Regions from separate parts of the Sus scrofa genome. Here region 1 is linked to region 2. A link is a contact called in public Hi-C data. All regions are on one chromosome and are shown on one strand. Each heading gives the region's core, a stretch centred on a gene start, on an enhancer-like site or on the middle of the called end of the contact. The rest is flanking DNA. Distances are from core to core; before and after follow the strand shown. Region 1 holds the start of TRMT1 (tRNA methyltransferase 1). Region 2 overlaps CACNA1A (voltage-dependent P/Q-type calcium channel subunit alpha-1A).

Evidence for each region. Hi-C and Micro-C count contacts between places; a contact is called where the count stands out from the background.
Region 1: a Hi-C map of omental adipose tissue shows a contact between it and region 2, with 1.9 times the contacts expected there. The contact joins the promoter of TRMT1 here to the enhancer-like site in region 2. A contact is called at or near these places in 8 of 47 Hi-C or Micro-C datasets (alveolar macrophages, blood, embryonic fibroblasts and 3 more) and 1 of 2 datasets of contacts at active chromatin or transcription factors (alveolar macrophages).

What each region holds. Positions count from the first base shown.
Region 1 is chr2:65,936,284-65,941,640 of Sscrofa11.1, reverse strand. It overlaps TRMT1 (tRNA methyltransferase 1), which reads right to left and starts at 1,488. Exons shown (of 17, transcript NM_001243450.1): 1 at 1,409-1,488; 2 at 899-1,102; 3 at 761-816; 4 at 404-537; 5 at 61-248. The coding sequence starts at 1,083. It overlaps NACC1 (nucleus accumbens-associated protein 1), which reads left to right and starts at 2,801. Exons shown (of 6, transcript XM_003123340.6): 1 at 2,801-2,985.
Region 2 is chr2:65,866,040-65,871,602 of Sscrofa11.1, reverse strand. It overlaps CACNA1A (voltage-dependent P/Q-type calcium channel subunit alpha-1A), which reads right to left. Exons shown (of 54, transcript XM_021083710.1): 51 at 4,936-4,971; 52 at 3,804-3,990; 53 at 2,931-3,181; 54 at 535-2,138. The coding sequence ends at 1,422. Among named protein-coding and RNA genes, the nearest start is that of IER2, 44 kb to the left of the region's middle. Within about 2 kb of position 1,447, at least 44 of the 83 cell types and tissues checked have an H3K27ac peak or open chromatin away from gene starts, as enhancers often do. A contact at or near this core is called in alveolar macrophages, liver, omental adipose tissue and 1 more, where this site is marked.

The DNA.
Region 1 (5,357 bases), core at 239-2,738, 70 kb before region 2:
CAGGCCACTTTGTTCCAGAAAGCACCTTCCAGCAACCAGCCTCTACTGCCCAGAACCTACCGGGCATCTGCCTGGCTGGGCTGTACAAGGTGGGCTACATCATTGAGCTGTACATTGCGGCGCATGAGATCCACGGCTCTGGCAGAAGCATCGTTGGCAACCACGGATCGGAGCCCAGGCACCTCTCTGGCAAAGCGAATGGAACGTAGCCCTGACGCTGCCAGACCCTCCAGCACTCGCAGGCCTTCCTGTTGGAGTAAGCAGGGAGCCCTATTCACATGGATATCTCCATCTTCTGCTGGGCCCAGAGAAGAACCACTCCCCCACCCACCTCCTACAGCTCTTCCCTTCCTTCATCACCCACTGGACCCCAGAACTGCCACCTTCTATGTTCAGGGCCCACCTCGCAGATATCCCCCACGGCAGCTGTTCCAGGTTGGTCTCCTGGGGCACCCTCTTTCACTTCAGCTTTGTCCTCCTCTTGCTCCGACAAGTCCACCACCACCTTTTGCAAGTCCTTCTCACCTGGCACCTTGACTGCAGCCACCCAGAAGTGCAAGTCAGAGGATATCAAAGTGCCCTCTGAGAAACCTTCCCCTGCTCTTCAGAATATTCAGAAGATCCAGGAAAGAAAATCTTCCCCAAAGTCCCTGGAACAGAAAGGGCTGGAGCCTTTCTGAAATGTAAGAGCGTGAAGGGGCGGGGCAAGGAGAGAGCTGTGTGACACCCCTGCCCACCAGGAACCCGGACCTTCACTCACTCTGAATTCCTTTGGCCCCAAGCTGAATGCGAGCAAACTCGGTGATCACAGCACATCTGCGGGAGACAGTCAGCTCACATCTCCTCATCCGCACAGACCCACTGCCCTTTGCCAAGCTAATCTGGGACCCCTACTCACGTCAGGTCCCGGTTGAACTCCTGCACCGGGTTGTAGAAAACTTCGTTGGCGCTGGGGAAGACGATTTTGGCGGCCCCCTCGGTGACCGTCGTCTCCTGAGCCTCAGGTGGGAACTCTTCTCCGCGGTGCTCGGTGCCATTCTCCATTGCCGCTGGATCTGGCGGCCCTTGGGGCTGCCCCTCCATAAACCGGGCTCTACAGATACTGCGGGCGGAGCGGAGAGTCAGGCTTAGCCACAGAACGATCCTCCCACGGGACATCCGCGGGCGCCTCTGCCAACCAAGCCTGGTTCGGAGGGCAGGGGAGGGAACAGGGAGAACATCAGAGAGGTGCGTTCCCGGGCAGGGTGGCTTACATGTCACTAAAGTAGGGACTAAGGAGACTCTGAGGCCTCGGTAAATTGACACCACTCCCCCCGTCTTTGGAGAACTGCCCCTACGAAGTTGGAAGCCCTCGAGCGGGCCCGCCCCTGGCCAGGATCCCTCCTCGCGTCGCCCAGGCCCTCCTCACCTTCTCTCGCGGCACGGAAAACCGAATTAATTTCGGTGCACGTTTCCCGGATTAGGACCTGGGCGCCGCCATGTTGGCACAGTGGGAGGGCACGTCACGTGACAGAATCCAGTCAATCAGTGATGCTACCTACAGTGGGCAGCGGGAATCAAAATGCACGGCGCAAAGAGCTGAACGTGTTGTGTGGTGGCCTCAATCACTGCGGCTCCCCTGGGAGGGAATACGTCACTAGCCCCATTTCTCGGATGAGGAGGGTGAGGCTCAGAAAAGGGGCGATAAGCGGAAATCCAACACCTATTGATCGTCTCCTGTTTCCTGGGTTTTAAGCACATTATTTTCAGGGCATCCTGCAGGAATAACTCAGGCTCTGAAAACAGATTTACTGCGTTTGAAACTCAGTCCTACCACATGCTCTTGGCACTTTATTTAAATTATACTCACTTTCCTTACCTGTTAGAGAAGAATCCTATAGAGCAAAAATTAAACGACATTGGAAAATGTGCAAAGTAGTCCCTCTCACATAGTAAACCTTCAGTAGGTTCTAAGTGGTGTAGGAAAGGAGGGCATAGAGGCCTGTATTCCCCAGCTCATCCTGCTACTTGTTCTTAATGTTCTCTGCTCATATTTACACATTTGCAAAATGGGCAGAACTTTTAAACTTTCGTTATTGAGTTGTGACGAGAATTAAATGAGTGAAATGCTTAGAATGGAACGTGGCATCGCATAAGCATCATAAAATACTTGTTCTGCCATGCCTGTGGCATGTCGAAGTTCCCAGCCCAGGGACTGAACTTGATCCGGGCCGCTGCAGTGACAACACCGGATACTTAACACGTTGTGCCACAAGGGAACTCCAAGTATTAACTTTTATTGTCTCTTCTTGAGCCTCGGTTTGAATCCTGGAACCCGCCACCACTTCCTTGCTGAGTGATCCTGAGGAGGTTTCTTCGTTTCTCTGTGCTTTCTTATTTTTTGAAAGTGTGTGTGTGTGTGTGTGTGTGTAAAATAACTCCTATCTAAAGATGTTAATGTGAAGTTTAAACGAGATAATCCCATAAAGAACACAAAACAGTGCCTGACACAATAAACAGCAGACATTATTGTTTGCGTTTTTACAGGAAACTAAAATTCCGAAGGGAAAGCGACTTGCTTTAGGTTGTGGGACTAGAAGGTGACGGGGTGGGGACTGGAACTCTCCAGCAGGGCCGAGGTCCAGGCGTTGAGTCCAGGGGGCGGAGGGAGGAGACTGAGAAAAGAAGGGGTGTGCTCTCGGTGCTCGGCTGGCCTAGCCTCGGGGGGGCGGGTTTTGGGGGCGGTGCGCGGGCGGGGCCAGGCCGCTCCTCCCCGGCCGGGCTGCGGCGGCGGCGCGCCTTGCGCTCGCTCGGCGCTCGGCTGGGGCGGCCTGGCCCACAATGAATGGCCGCCGCGGCTGCCGCTGCTGCTGAGGCGGAGGCCGCGGAGGCCGCGGAGGCGGAGGCCGAGGCCCCGGCGCAGGGGGGCGCGCCCCGGGCCCAGGCCCGGCCCCAGCCGCCGCTGCGGAGCCTGCCGGGAGCCCCCGGAGCGCGGCCACGGCGCAGGTGAGGCGGCCCGCCCCAGGCCCGGTTCCGGCCTCCTCTTGCTTGGGCGGCCCGAGGGCATCCGAGGTCTGGCTAAGGGGCGAGGGGAGGGAAGACATGGGGGCCTCCTCCAACCAGGAACCTGGCCAGTAGCCTGCACTATGCCCCAGCCGGCGAGTGTGTGGGGAGTCCCGGCCCCCGCGAGCGGCTTCGAGCGTTCAGCCCCGCGCGGGACCGCGGGGCTTGCGGGCGTCGGGATCGGGCCCAGACCTCCCCCTATTCCCGGCCAGAGAGGCGTGAGGCCAGGCCGGGGCAGGTGGCTAGGGGCCCAGGAAGTTGGAGGGAGGGCCGGAGGAGGAAAAGTGAAGAGGCGCCCGTGGAGGCCGGAGGGGGAGGGGGAGGAGGAGTCGGTCTTTGGGCCGGCGGAATGGGGGAGGAGGGGAAAGCGGCTTGGCTGGAGGGAAATGGCCCCGAGGGGGGCGGGGAGGGGCCGGGCTTGCAGGTACTGTCGGGGCGCCGGAGGAGGTGGGTCAGGTTACAGGCTTGGGGGCGGCTGGGGAGAAGCCCAGGAAGTGGAGCTGGGTGGGTGTGGGCGGAGTTAGTTCGGGTGGGGGCGGTTAGGAGATCCCAGAGATGTTTGCAGGGGTCACATGAGGTTAGTGCTGGGAGCGTTGGAGGGGTGGCGAGGGCCGGATACGGGGGCGATCAGGTAGGTTGAGGAACTACTGTAGGAGCTTTGGGAGGGAGAGGCAGAGCCTTTGGACTAAGTAGGCTTGTGGGGGTGTAGGAGCAGGTCCGGAGAAAGTACTGTGATCAAAAGGCACGTGCCAAGGTGCGCCCCCCTTTGTCGGCCAGATGTTAAGTTGGAGTCAAACCTGAAGTGTTTACTCTTTCTCACACCTCTCATCTCTATTTATCAGGTTCTAGGTCCCGACCTACCCTTTGGGCAAGCCTCTGCGGGCTGTTCCAGAGTTTGAGCCTGCCAGGAGGGTGTTTGTGTGGGATTCTTGGGAAATAGTCTGGAACACCTAGCTTGCCCATATTGTTTATCACCCTCTTGTACATCTCTAACCGGTATATCTTCATGGAGGCAGCCCAGCATATACACACACACCCCACCCCCCACCCCTGTTATCTGAACACCTTAGGGTCTTAGATTCTTTCCCCACCTTGGGGCCCTCAAGCCTAGGGGTTGGGACCTCACAGTACCCCCACATTCTCTCAAGTGTCTTACTAGAAGGTGAGCATATAAAGCTCAGTTCATTGTGTCTCAGAGGCTCCTGATGGGGTGAAGGCAGGTCACTGAGAGGGATCAAAACAGGCCCCTGCACCCAGGCCCTGGCCTTTGGTGCTACTGATCCCAGGGCTCTGCCTCTGGAGTGCTCTTCTTGTCCAGGCCCTGCAGTGAGCTTGCTGGTTAGATGAGCTCATTGATTGCTCACACCACCAGGTTCAGCTTGGGCCTTCTCTGTGGTAAAAGGGAGGAAGCTGGGGCTTGTCCCAGGTCACACAGCTGGACAGTGGCAGACTGGGATTGACTGATCCTCAGCCCCAACCCACAGTCATATGGAGCTGGCCTTTGAAAGGCATGACCGCAAGAGCTCCCCACTATTCCGGATTCCCTGGTGGGCACTCTCTGCCCAGGACTCTCCTTGCCTCTTCCCAAGATATGGGTCAGTACCCTTGCGGACAGAGTTTTCCCGGTGTCCCAGGAAGCCAGGTCAGTGGAAGCTTCTTTCCAGGAGGTTAGGGGTCACGGACCTGTGGGCTAGCAGGGGGAGGTGGTTAAGAGGAGGGGGCTTGCCTGGAGCTGGATTTTGCTTTTTTCCTGGTTTGTCTTTTCCTTACTTTGGTCCCCAGTCTGACCCACCTCCACTTTTGTTCTTTCTCCCCAGGGTGATCACATGGCTATTACCAACATGTCCCATGAGCAGTTGATTTGGGATCCTTAGCACCTGAGGCAGGAACCGCAAACTGTTGGGTTGAGCGGTATCAGCCAGATCAGGGGTTTAATGACGGCCTGTACCTCATTCCCTCCCTTCCCCTAGTCTCCTCATGCTTCCTAGAACTGCCCCCACCTGGGCCCTCCTCCCCTCCTTTGGCTGGCCTCCTGGTTCTGGGAAGGGTAGAAACTGGGCCAGCAGCCCCATATAAAAAAGCCTTATCCCTGCCTGGCTGGGCTGAGGCTGGCTGCCCTGGCACAGGCTGGGGCCTCCGCAGGGCTCTGGGCTGAGTACTAAAGGCAGGGATAGCCACCTCTGGTCATAGCCAGAACGAGGGCAGAGACTGGTGGGAGTTGGTGACTGTGTGTGGGTGGCAGAGAAGGGGGTGGTGGGTCAGAGCCTGTGCCTAGAGCTGGAGAAAGCACTCTTAATCATTGCTTTTCTATAAGG
Region 2 (5,563 bases), core at 198-2,697:
CGCCACGATGGGAACTCCACTTTCTCAGGCTTTTTAAGGCAGCTGGGACCCCTGGAGCTCTGGGTACCTAGCTCTTGGAAGTGTGGGGCTTGTCTGCTGGGTTGGGAACCACAAATATGCAAATACGCGGATATGGCTAAAGGTACTGGCTGGAGAGCCACAGCGGCTTTTTCATCCTTAGCCACATTTTTTTTTTTTTTTTTGGTTTTTAGGGTCTGCAGCATAAGGAAGTTCCTAGGCTAGGGGATGAATCAGAGCTGCAGGTGTTGGCCTACACCACAGCCACAGCAACACCAGATCTGAGCTGCATCTGTGACTTACACCACAGCTCACGGCAATGCCAGGTCCTTAACCCACTGAATGAGGCTAGAGATCAAACCTGTGTCCTCATGGATACTAGTTGGGTTCATTACCACTGAGCCCCAACAGGAACTACCCTTAGCCACTTTCAATGTGCCTCCTTCCCAGGTTCCCCTGAAGAGAACTGGAGGGCACTTTGCAGAGGATATAAAGACCACTCCCATCCAGAGGCCCTTTGATTCAACTTTTTTTATTTTTTTTCTCTTTTTGAATGTCATGCAATAATTCACAGTCCCAAGCCCACAGTTTTCAAACAAGGTAGGAAAAAGGAAAAAAGAAGCAAAGGAAATCGGTGGTGTTTTTTTTTTTTTTTCTTTTTTCTTTTTGTTATTTCAAGCAGGACCAAATGTCAGAAAAAAATGCTTCTTTTCTCAATCATTAATTTTTTTGTCCTTTTTAAAATTGTTTATTTGTTTTAAATTGATTTCTGCAGGCAGTAATAGTAGGGTTTGGTATAACCAGCAAGCACTCCTGTGTGTGTCTGAGAACGTGTGTGGGGTATGAGTGTGTCTGGTGGAGGTCTGTGTGGGACGCTGGGTTTCCACTTCGCTTCTGCCTTTTTCGCCACACACGGGCCACCAGCTCGCGTTCACCAGGGAAAGGAAAGATTCAATTGAGATGATAAAACTCATCAATAGAAGCAATTTTTTTTCTCCCCGTTTTTCTTTTAAAAATGTTTTTTTTTTTTTTTTTTTGAAATTTCCATTTTCCCCAAGGTTCTCCAAAAATGGCTGAGTTAATTCGAATCCCTTGGCTGTGTGGTTTGTCTGCCCCGGAGGGCCCCCATCATGGGGGATCCGGGCTGGGTTGGGGGCGCGCCGTCGCTGCCCAGGAGCGGCTTGTCCGGGCTGAGGGTCTCTGCGGGACGCCCGGGTGTGTCCTGGCCCTGGGGACTTCCTCCAGAGTCCGGGGTCGTCCGGCTGGTCCTCTCCTAGGCCCTCCCCCGTGTGCTGGGCAGGTGGCAGCGAGGTGGCCCCGCGGCCGGTGCGGCTCCTCCCCGGGGGCGTGTGCGTGGGGTGCGTGGGGGGGCCGGGCGGGCGCGGGTGCCACCTCGCCCGGGCTTAGCACCAGTCGTCGTCGTCGGTCTCGCTGTAGGCTTCGTGCAGGCCTTTCCGGGAGCCCGGCCCGCGGGGCCTGGCCAGTCCGTGGGCTGGGTAGTAGCCGTTGGGGAGTCGCCGGCCGTGCCGGGAAGGCGAGGCGCAGGCCGGGCCCGGGGCCCGGGGAGTCCTGGGCGAGCACACGTGGCGCGCGGGGGGCGGCGCATCGTAGGCGGCGGCCCGGGGCTCCTCGCCGCCGCCGCTGCCCGGGCCGTCGGGCTCGTCGTAGTCGGAGCCCCGATAGTAAGCGTGGTGCCGGGGGCCCGGGGGCCCCTCGGATGCGTGCGCGCCGGGCGCCGGCCACCGCGCCCCGCCGTGGCGACACGCCCTGGGGGACTCGCTCCGGGCCGGGCCCGGGCCCCGCCGCTCCATCCCGGGCGAGCGGCTGCTGCCGTGGCCCCCCGGGGGCGGCCGCTCCCCGGCCAGAGGCTCAGCCGCGGGGCCCGGGTACCTCCGCGGGCCGCTGGGGGCCGCTCGGCCCGGCCGCGCTGCCGGCTGCTGCTGCTGTTGCTGCTGCTGCTGCTGCGGGGGACCCGAGCCGCCGGCCTTACGGATCACGGGGGAATAGGACACGTGTGGCCGGGGGGTGGAGGGGGTCTGGGGGAGCTGGCGGCGTCCCCGCCGCGGAGTGCTGGTACCAGATGTTGAGGGGGCTGGGCTTCCACTTACGGAACTACTGCCCTACACGAAAATTGAAACAAAGGAAATCAAAAAAAAAGATACAACAAAATCAACCAGAAGGAGACGGGAGGAGACACGGAGGACGGGAGGGTTGGGGGCGAAGGAAAACCAAAGGAGGGCGGGAGAGGGACAGGGAGGAGGAAGAGAGGGGGACACAGGACATTTGAATGGAAAAAAAGGAGAAAAGCAACAGCCACAGGGAGGAGGAGGGGGATGAGGGGAGGAAGGAGAGGAGGGGAGAGGGAGGAGGAGGGGAGAGAGAGGAGGGGAGAGAGACAAGGAGGGAGGGGGAAGTCGAAAACCAACACAACAAAGTGAAAAGAGAAATGAGAAATGGAGTTTTGTAAGTTTTGGGGTTAAAATAGCAGAAATTTCAAAAATTACTCACAGGCGTCCAGAGGACAGAAATCATAATCGAAACAAAAAACGGAAGCCGGGTTAAAGGAAAGCAAAAGGCAGCAGGCAGCCAGCGTGGGCATGAATTAAAGACCACGCTGGCCGGAAACTCAAAAGTGATCCACAACCAAAGAGGAAGCAGCTTCGGGCAGGCGGGGAGGGGGTGGCAGGCAGGCAGGGGGGCTGGGGTGGGCAGAGTGGGGAGTCAAAGTGGCAGGGGGCGGTGTCCACCCCTGCAGAGGCCCCTCTGGCTGGGGGAGCCCAGTGGTGGGCAGAGTCAGAGGTCACAGTGGGAGTGGGAATGGGGACTCTGCCAGAGTGGCTGTGGGGTGTGGGCTCCCCTCCTCTCCTGGACCCCACGGGCTCCCCATCAGGGGTGTCTCCCGCCACACCCACCTGCCGGTGTGCCATGTGCTCACGGCCCTCACTGGGTGAGCGGGACCAGCGGTGGTCCCGGGCCCGGGCCCGGCCATGGTCAGGCCGCTCCTGGGCATAGCGCTCCTTGTCTGGCGGCGGGGGGTGGTGGTGATGGTGGTGGTGATGGTGCTGCCGATGCTTCCGGTCTTTGGGCCGGCCCCGCTCCTGGTCTCGTTCCTTTGATGGCAGGTCCCCAGACTGGGTGGTCATGCTCAGGTCTGTCCCCAAGCCTGGGCCGGATGGAATCAAGACAGACAGACAGATGGGTGTGAGGGAGGGGTGGCATGGGCACCTTCCCTTGGACACCAAAAACGGCCTGGTGGGTGTTGGGAGTGGTGCTGGTTCTCTCTGCTATAGCAACACAGGATCTGTCTGAGCTGCATCCTTGACTTATTGCCACAGCTTGCGGCAATACTGGATCCTTAACCCACTGAGCGAGGCCAGGGATCAGACCTGCATCCTCATGGACAGACACTGTTTCGGGTTCATTTTTTTTTTTTTGCATTTTAGGGCTGCCCCTGCGGCATGTGGAAGTTCCCAGGCTAGGGGTTGAATTGGAGCTACAGCTGCCAGCCTAAGCCACAGCCACAGCCACTGCCACTTGGGATCCACATCTTGTCTGCGACTTGTACCACAGTTCACAGCAACGCCGGATCCTTAACTCACTGAGCAAGGCCAGGGATTGAACCTGAATCCTCATGGATACTAGTTGGGTTTGTAACCCGCTGAGCCACAACGGGAACTCCTCCAGGCCTTTCCGTCTTTTCTCTCTCAGTGTCTGCCCTGCTCTGTCTTCCTCTTCCTCTTTCCCTTACAGAGTCTCCAGGCCCTGAGACCTGAATGGCGACCCACCTGTGTCCACGTCCGTGTAGCGGCCCAGGGAACGCTCGGAGGCTCGGTGGCTGCGGTCTCTGCGCCGCTGGTGGTGCCGCTGGTTCTCCTCGGGCGGCACCCTCTCCAGGGAGTAGTCGTCCAGGCGCCGGGCCTTGGGGCCTAGCACGGAGGCTGAGCGCTTCATGGGGCTGGTGTCTGAGATGGTCTGGGGGTGGGGGGGACAGGCCGGCGGGCTGGGGTCAGCAGCTGGCGCCAAGCAGTCCTGGTCTGTCCTGCCCCACTGGCCATTGGTGACCCGGGGGTGACCATCCAGGGGTGGGACTGGGGAGGGGGGCTCACAGGACTCAGCTCCTGATCAACCAGGGCCCCAGGACTCACTCCTCTGTCCCCTCCTGGGCTCATCCTGAGTTCTGGCTAGGAGGCCCTATTCTATTCACCTGCTGCTAGGACAGGCAGGCGGGCCAAAGGGCAGAGCTTCCTCTGTCCAGGGGAGCCCTGGACCCTGGGTCCTGCCTGCTCTCCAGGTGGGGGAGGGGCCTCTGCCTCTTGTTGGTGTCGGGCCTATAGGCCCAGTGCCAGGCCACCCAGCTCACTGTCCTCCTCAGCCACCTGGGCCTGGACTTTCCTGTCCACCTGAATTTGGCTTCTGTGAGGATGGTAGGGGTTGGCTTTTTTCATCCTTGGCCTGCAGCCTGGGAGCCTGCATGTGTCCTCCCCACCAACCGCCAAGTTGAGCCAGGTTCTTTGCTGGGAGATGAGAGAAGATGGGGCAGACAAGGCCCGGGGCCTGGCCCAGCCGAGGGGCCAGCCTCCCTGCCCGAGGCAGGAGGTTTAAGGGTTATGACAGGGGAAAGAGCCTCCAAGAAAGAGTAGGTCTGTAGGTCAGGCTTCTGGAATGATGGACCCCCTGGCTTGGGGGGGGGCTTGGCGGGAGGGAGGGCAGGCTCTGCCCCCCCTACGGCATATGTGGGTGTACACAGAGAACACAACACACGAGGATGGGGCTCCACGAGACTGGAGGGGGGTGTGGTCTGCAAAGAAGGGGTGGGGTCAGAGGACAGGAGAGATGACAGGACTCCCACGAGGGGGGGTGGGCGGGAAGAGGGGGCCGGAGCCCGGCTGGGCAGCGGGCAGGCGCTGCGGTACATACACTGAGGTTATTCCCACGTGGCCGGCCCCTTCTCCTCTGTCACAGCCCCACGGGATGGTGCACACAGAAAAAACAGAAAGAAGGAAATAAATATAGAAGCCGAGAGGGAGAGTGGAGAGGTGGTACATGGAGGAGATGCCAGGGTGGGGAGTGGGAGGAGGAATCTGGGGCAGGGAGGGGAAGGGGGAGGTAGAGAGAGGTTAAAGTCCCTAGTGTGTGGGTGACCCCTGGGCCGGCTGGCCGTCCTCCCAGGGGCACAGAGGAGACAGACAGGAGACACCACAGACAGATGGCAAAGGCACAAGACCAACAGATGGGAAGGCATGGCCGCAGGCCCCTGGCCCTGGGCTCTGCCTCATGCAATGCATCCCAGCCCTGGCTCCACTGACACTCAAAGCTTGCGGGGGGGCAGGAGGGGGTGGCTGTCAGCTGGCTTGTTCCACCCCTCTCCTGGGGCCCAGCTCAGTCCTGGTGGGTGGGGAGGGAGATGGGGGCTTGGCAGCCACATGCAGGCTGGGCGCCTCCCACCGAAGTTTCCAGCAGCTAGAGGCCAGGCCCCTGGCCCAGCCAGGCACAGCACAGCCTTCCACCCCGTGCAGACGTCACGGCACAGCGCACGGGCAGCCCG